Regions from separate parts of the Pan troglodytes genome. Here region 2 is linked to region 1. The links are chromatin contacts, called in public HiChIP or PLAC-seq maps. All regions are on one chromosome and are shown on one strand. Each heading gives the region's core, a stretch centred on a gene start, on an enhancer-like site or on the middle of the called end of the contact. The rest is flanking DNA. Distances are from core to core; before and after follow the strand shown.

What was found. HiChIP or PLAC-seq counts read pairs in DNA pulled down with a chosen protein or histone mark.
Region 2: an H3K4me3 HiChIP or PLAC-seq map of stem cell-derived excitatory neurons shows a contact between it and region 1, with 5 times the contacts expected there. The contact joins the promoter of ADISSP here to the promoter of ADAM33 in region 1. A contact is called at or near these places in 1 of 7 Hi-C or Micro-C datasets (blood) and 1 of 1 datasets of contacts at active chromatin or transcription factors (stem cell-derived excitatory neurons).

What each region holds. Positions count from the first base shown.
Region 1 is chr21:10,288,043-10,291,853 of NHGRI_mPanTro3-v2.0_pri, reverse strand. ADAM33 (ADAM metallopeptidase domain 33) reads left to right here and starts at 1,909. Exons shown (of 20, transcript XM_016937367.4): 1 at 1,909-2,098. The coding sequence starts at 2,002.
Region 2 is chr21:10,377,981-10,381,791 of NHGRI_mPanTro3-v2.0_pri, reverse strand. ADISSP (adipose secreted signaling protein) reads left to right here and starts at 1,817. Exons shown (of 7, transcript XM_054674848.2): 1 at 1,817-3,306.

The sequences.
Region 1 (3,811 bases), core at 660-3,159:
CAGGAGTTTGAGACCAGCCTGGGAAACAAAGTGAGACCCCCTGTCTACAGAAAAATTAAAAATTTTAGCTGGGCCTGGTGCCGTGTGCCTGTAGTTCCAACTACTCAGGAGGCTGAGGTGGGAGGATACCTTGAGCCCAGGATTTCAAGGCTGCAATGAGGCATGATCAGGCCACTGCCCTCTAGCGTGGGTGACAGAGTGAGACCCTGTCTCTAAATAATAATCATAAGAACAACAAGGGCCTCTAAATGCACTGATATCTAAGGTGTATTAAGCGACCAAAAAAAAAAAAGAAAATCAAAGTGCAGAAAAATGTTAATAAGAGAAAAATATATGTCTGTATTGTCTTGAGTGTGCAAAAAATAATCTAAAAGCCTATGAAAGAAACTAATCATATTGGTTTCCTGTTGGCGAGGAGGGCTAAGAGCACGGAGACTTTTCCCTACGCTTTCTGTACTTTTTGATTTTGAGATATGTGAATGTAGGTTTCTCTCACTGCTCGAACTTTCACTAACCAAATTACTACATTCCAAATTCTCAAAAACAAATAGATTTACTTAAAAGTAGGCTGGGTGCAGTGTCTCATGCCTGTAATTCCAGCGCTTTGGGAGGCCGAGGCGGGCAGATCACCTGAGGTCGGGAGTTCGAGACCAGCCTGACCAACATGGAGAAACCTCATCTCTACTAAAAATACAAAATTAGCCGGGCGTGGTGGCGAATGCCTGTAATCCCAGCTACTCGGGAGGCTGAGGCAGAAGAATCACTTGAATCTGGGAGGCAGAGGTTGCAGTGAGCCCAGATCATGCCATTGCACTCCAGTCTGGGTAACAAGAGAGAAACTCTGTCTCAAAAAAAAAAAAAAAAAAAAAAAAAAAAAAAAAGATTTGCTTAAAAGTTAACATCTCCGGCCGGGCGCGGTGGCTCACGCCTGTAATCCCAGCGTTTTGAGAGGCCGAGGCGGGTGGATCACGAGATCAGGAGATTGAGACCATCCTGGCCAAAATGGTGAAACCTCGTCTCTGCTAAAAATACAAAAGTTAGCTGGGGGTGGTAGCGCGTGCCTGTAATCCCAGCTACTCGGGAGGCTGAGGCAGGAGAATCGCTTGAACCAGGGAGTCGGAGGTTGCAGTGAGCCGAGATCGTGCCACTGCACTCCAGCCTGGCGACAGAGGGAGACTCCATCTCAAAAAAAAAAAAAAAAAAAAGTTAACATCTCATCCAAATTTGCACCGAGTAGGAAAACAAAACTTTAAAACATGAAACAGATGTTACTGAGGCCGAAAGGGTCTCCCAGGTCTGGGAGTCTGCAGCTTTTATACAATTCTGCCCTCTGGCCGCCGCCAGGGAAGAAAGGTTGTCTCCGTCTGCTGCATCCCCTTTGCCCAGCAATGAAGCCCCCAAGACAGCGGCAGCCGGTTGCCTGAACCTTCCTATCCTTGGGGGCACCCAGTGCAGGTGGATGACCCGACTCAACCTCCGCCAGGGTACCCTCGGGGCAGGACGGGTAGCAAGGAGGGGACAGAGATTGGCCCCAGGAGACCACGGAAGATCGCGCTCCTGGGGCCAACTTCAGCAGCGAGAGGCGGCCTTTGCCCACCGCCTCATCCCACCACGCCGCGGTCCTCCAAGAACCTTCCCAGCGGTTCTCTCCTCCTCTCAGGAGTAGAGGCCCTCTGAGACCGACGGGGAGGGACGGCTCGGGCCGGTCGTCCGAGGGGCCGCACGGATTCCCTCCTCCGCCCAGCTCCACCCCCTCGAGGGGCGGCGGTCCGGGAGTGGCGACCCGGCTCCCCCGTGGCGCGCGCCGTCGGGGCCCCTGGCCAGGCTCCGAGCGGGGTTGGCGGGGAGGGGGGGCGGGAGCGAGGGCGGGCGGTGGGAGGTGGGGGCGGGAAGGTCCGAAGGCGGCGGCCTGGGGCTGCACGGGGCGTGGGTCGGCCGCCATCCAGCCTGGGCGGAGCCGGAGTTGCGAGCCGCTGCCTAGAGGCCGAGGAGCTCACAGCTATGGGCTGGAGGCCCCGGAGAGCTCGGGGGACCCCGTTGCTGCTGCTGCTACTACTGCTGCTGCTCTGGCCAGTGCCAAGCGCCGGGGTGCTTCAAGGTGAGGACGCGGGCGGGGTGCGCCCTGAGGGGCAGGCTAGGCCAGGTGGTGGTGGCGGGGATGGGTTCTGCTCAGAGCTCGGGTCAGCGCGCGGAGGGTCTCACGGCCCCGGCACCATACGGCCAGTAGGTCAGGGCGTGGGGACTGTTTGGGGGGGTCTCCGTGGGACCTGCCCAGGGACGCTCAAGTGTGCTTGGGCTGGCCTCGGGCCCGGACTTGCCCACACTGCCCGGCTGCCACTCCGCTGGCAAAGCAGAGGGCATGGCTCCCTCCCCCTCGGGGGCAGCCCAGCCCCCAGCCCGTAGCCGTAGCCCCCTCTGCCTGGATTCTCGCTCGCACAACCAGCTTCCATCCGCAGGCCACCGTGTGACCCGCTCCTGCACCTCCACCCCTTAGGACTCAGCGGGGCTCCATCCTCTCGGAAGCCTCCATGCCCAAGAGTTCCCCAGAGTCCCTGCTTTGCTCTCAGGCTGCAGAACTAGCTGTGGCCTCCACCCTGCTCACCCCTCGTCCCTCCTCCCAGGGCGGCAGGGCAGTGTGTATGTTGTTTATATTGTTGCCTTGTTTGGTGAGATAGAGAAGGGCCTCTCCAGATAGAAGGTGTCTGTTTAGCAGTGCTCTGGGAAGACTGCAGCTGTCTCCTCGGGGTAACCCCTCCAAACAAAGATGTTAAGATGGGGCTGGAACAACCTCTGCAAGCGGGTGGGAGGATTAGCCAGTCCTGCACAGCAAGTGCCTGGCCGGGAACAGGGAGGGCAACCAGGGAGGAGGCATGCGGGGCTGGGCTGGGCTATGCAGACTGGGCGGTGGCTTCCACAGCACTGTGTGGGGACCAAACAGGTACAGGGGCCTGGTCTGTTCTGGCCCCAGGCGGTCCACTGCTCCCTCCCCTCTGAGCCCTATCCTGGGGCCAGGGGAGGTGATGGGACCCCTGGGAGAGGGGCGTCTATGTGCCCAATACCAGCCTGGCTCCCTCGGGTTCCACTCCCATCCACCCGGTCACCAGAGCTCCAGCTCCAGCTCCAGCTCTGCCCCTCTCTCCCTCATTGGGGTCAGGGTGCCCGTGGCCAGCACGTGCGTGCAAGGCCATGCGGAGAGCACCCACACACCACACTGCACCCACACCACACCTGTGCCCGGGCCCACCCTACCTCTTCCCCAAACCCTTAGAGGCCTAGGAGCAGCGAAGCTTGGTTCTCTACTCTCAGTTAAGTGCTCTCTGGGCTGAGAGACCTCCCCTCCTTCCCCTCCCCCACATCCACTCAGAGCCCTCCCTGCACTGGCCCCTCTAGCCTCCTTTCCAAGGTGGCAGACTCCTCTCAGCCCTCATCTGCCTGATGGCAATTCACTCATCCAATCAAGGAGGGCTTCTTGGAGGAAGGGTCTTTGATGTTTGTAGTCTGAGAGAGAAGGTGGAGGAGAAAAAAGGAGTTGGGGTGGCCTAGCAGGAGCTGAGTCACTTCCACAGGCAGCCATCAGCCCAGCAGGACTGAGGCCAGGGCTGCGTGGAGGGGGGAGGCTGTCTGTTCTGAGAGCTGGGACTGGGTACCGGGGGAAGGAGGGTTGCTGCAGGCTCTGGGTGCCTGGGGCCTGGCTCCTGCAGGGCGGGCCTGTGAGAGTGGTTGGGGCCAGTGGAGGGCTGGGAGCATTCCAGGGGAACATTCCAGGCGCCCTCTGAGTAATGCTTGGCTCTGGGATTCCTCCTAGAGCCCC
Region 2 (3,811 bases), core at 568-3,067, 90 kb before region 1:
TGGTCTCGATCTCCTGACCTCATGATCCGCCCATCTCAGCCTCCCAAAATGCTGGGATTACAGGCGTGAGCCACCGCGCCCGGCCGTGAGTGGATGTTTTATACGTGCTCCATCTGTTCTCCTAACCTGGAGTTGTTCCTAATTCTTCTTGTCCTGCCTCTGTCTCCAGGGGGCCTGGTAGGGGCCTGTGGTTTCCCTTGCAGAGCCATCTAACTTTGGTAAGGCCCTCCGCACAGGAAGCCCCAGAGCCTGGGCACTACTCGTGTGGTAACACAGACACATTGGGCAGTGATGGGGCAGCCAGGTAACTCCTGCCCTGACTTCCTCCTGACACAAAGAGTCTAATTTTCTCCTGGAGGCTTTCCAGAACCATCTTTGGCCTTCCCTGAGAGCATGTAGTATCCCTAGGCATGGGCAGCTCTGTATTTCAGCTCCTCCCAGTGGGCCAGACTGCCCGATGCCTGGGAGTGTGAGGAACATTTGGCAAGGACAGGAGACCACAGTTCTTTGTGTGTGGTGTCCCTCCTACACTAAACTGTGAGTGCCTTCCACTCCACAGAGCCTAGCACAATAACTTACTCATCAGATACATTCAGTAAATGTTTGCTGAAAGGAGTTGACAATTCGGAAATAACCCCGGGCTGTGCAGTTAGCAGCCAGTTTGTGTTTGAGAGAGCCCACACCAGAGACGGTTTTGAGAAGTTGGCTAGAAAGACTTTTGAAAAAGGCAGGCTTGGGCCAGGCGCGGTGGCTCATGCCTGTAATCCCAGCACTTTGGGAGGCTGAGGCAGGCGGATCACTTGAGGCTAGGAGTTCGAGACCCACCTGACCAACATGGTGAAACCCTGTCTCCACTAAAAATACAAAAATTAGCCCTGGGTGTGGTGGCGCGCACCTAGAATCCCAGCTACTTGGGAGGCTGAGGCAGGACAATGGCTTGAACCCGGCGGGGGAGGGGGTGGAGGCTGCAGTCAGCCGAGATGGCACCACTGAACTCAAGCCTGGGCGACAGAGTGAGACTCTGTCTCAAAAATAAATAAATAAATAAATAGGCAAAACTTATCTTGGTTGAAGAGGGCTTGAATTTTGGCTATGAGAAGAGAGGGGGGAGGGCCTTCCAGGTTGGAAGGTGGGATAATGAGGGGGAGGGGATCACAAATGTCTGCACAGACCCAGAAGGTAACTAACCGTGAGAAACAGGGATTGGCGGGGACTACGGTAAATTTATGTGCTCTTAAAGGGGCTTGTAATGCCAGGCTGGAAAGTGAGCCCATGTTGTCAGATCTTCTGATATTTCAAAAGAAGCCACGAAACCAGATTCCTGATTCCAGAAAGAGGCGGAGGAGGCAGGAGGGGGAAGGACTTCTTTTTAAAAGCCCCATGTGAGCTAAACAAAATACACCTACGGGCCACTTTGGGCCCACCGTCTGCCAACTTTAGACTTTCAAGACAAGGTCTAAAGGTAGTGTGGTGGGAGTGGGTAGAGTGGGCAGGAGTGGATGGGCTGAGATCAGAATGTGAAAAGCTCTCAATGTAAGCGCTGTCTCTCAAACGCGAGGGCACATGAATCACCCAAAGTGCTGCTGAAGTCTGTGAAGCGCCACTGGAGGCAGTCCCAGAGGGCTTTGGAGCAGGAGAGGGACGCGATGAAAACAAGAGCTCAGAAAGATTAATTTGCCAACAGTGTGCAGACTGGAGATCAGCAGACAGGTTATGGGCCACAGGGTGGCAGACTTGAGGGCTCCTTTAAGGCAGCGCCCCCGGCCCTGCTGAAGGGAGGCTGGCCTTCAGCCGCCCAGGCCGTCTCTCTAGTTCCGTTGGAAGCAAGGCGCTGCGTGCTCCGGCGGCTTACTGAGGGCACTTTGGGGAATCCGTCCCCACGGGCGAAGTATAGGTGGGGTGTTCGCGAACCGGCGGGCGGAGAGCACCGGCAAGAACCCCCGCAGACCGGAGGGCCACGCCTCTCGCTCCTTGGCTCACTGCAGGCGCCCACATCCCACCCCGCGGTGCTGAGCGAGGCGCATCTCGCTGCCATGGCGACCGCCTCCATGGAGACCGGGAGCAGAGGCTGCGGTCCCCGGGGGCGCGTCACAGGCTCTCCCAGCCCCCAGCCCGCGTGCCTTCTTTGTTCTGATGCTTCTCCAGGCCGGGCCAGGCACCCGGGACGCGTCTCGGGCCCGCACGGGGGTTGCTTCTTTCGAGACAGGGGATGGGGTGGAAGGGGAAGAGGTCCAAACCCTGGGGTCGAAACAGGAGTGATGGAGGGTTCCTCAGCTCCTGAACGAGACCAACACGGCCCGTATCGATGGCCGAAGCCGGCGTGGAAGCCCAGGGAGAAAGGCCACCTTCGGGAGCTCCACCCAGCCCCGAGACGCGCCCGACAGCCCTCCCGAGAGCGAAGGGCCCAAGGGAGGTGCGTCCTAAGCAAGGTTCAAGGCTAGAGGCGCTATCCCCCAGGGGGAAGAAGGTGCGGGGGCGGGGCCTATCCGAGGCCCTCCTTCTCCCTCTTCGAGTGGCCGGTTCTGGCCCCTGGCCTAGTTGGGCCGTCTGCACGTCTTCCTCGCGAGAGCTCGCCCGGCAGGCGCGGACTAGCAGGGCGCTGCCTCGGCGACCCTGGCACGTGACGTAGGCGGCCCTCGCCAGTTGGCCGTTCTTTGGAGCCCGCTCATTGGTCCGGAGCGTCCCTCGCCCCACCCTCCCAGATCAACCAATGGGCGGAGGCGGGGGCGTGCCGACGGGAGGGCGGCCGCGGCGCGGGGCTCCCTTCCTCGTGCTCGGCGTTGAGCTCCTGCAGCCGCCGCCGCTGCAGCGGTCGTCCCTGCCCTCCCCGGCCCCGGGGTGCACCCCGCAAGGTGAGGCCACCCCTCTGCTCCCTGCCTCCCGGTTCCTTCCCGTTCGCCGAGGTCCCCTCCCGGTCCCGGCCCTGTCCTGAGTAGTGAGTGTCTGGGACCCCAGCGGCCGTGATGGCAGGGCTGGGGTGGGGGGCTCCGCTGTCGGGGCCGGGCCTGGAGGACTCCCCAGCACCTGAACTAGAGTGATGTCAGGTTCCCGGGGCGCAGTGACCGTTAGCTGGTGCAGCTGGGGTGTTTTCCGCGAAGCGATTGTCCGGGGGCATGAGTGCGGTAGTGAGGGCGGGGGCGTAATGGGGTCAGCGCCCCCTCCTCCCCACGACCCTGTTCATTGCCGCTGCCTCGCTGCATGACCTTGGACCAGTAGCATCTCTGAGCCTCCGAGCCTCAGCACCCTCAGGAAGGAGGGCAGTGATGTCTGGGAGTGCGGGCTCCGGAGACTCCTGCGTCAGCCGAGGTGAGTGAAGGTGGGGAGTGCACAGGATTATCTCCGAGGGACAGAGCCGCCGCCTCGCAGCTCAGGATGGATTGGATGGGGGGGATGTCCGATTACATTTCCCCCCTCCCCCTGAGATAACAAGAATGGGGTGTGGCGGGGGTGCCACACCCACAGGGATGGCTGCCGGAGAGGATAAAGGGTCCTACACCTGGACCCTTGGGGCCTCGGGGGCTTGGGCTGCACCTCCCTCCCGGTGGTATGAAGGAGGAGGGACTGGATTTAGGTTCTGGACCCGTGTTTCCATTAGTAAGCAGGGACTGAGAAAGGGAAGTCTCCGCTTGCCTTTCTTCTTGAATCTTGGCACTGGAAAGTGGAGGTAGGGCATTTTTCTGCTCCGGGGAGTTGAAGAAAGTCGGGGCAGCACCCCTATCCCCCTCCCATTCTGGTCTTTTGTGGAGGGAAAATGTAGCTGGATATCCCCCCACATTCTATCCATCCTGAGCTACGAGGCAGCAGCCCTGTC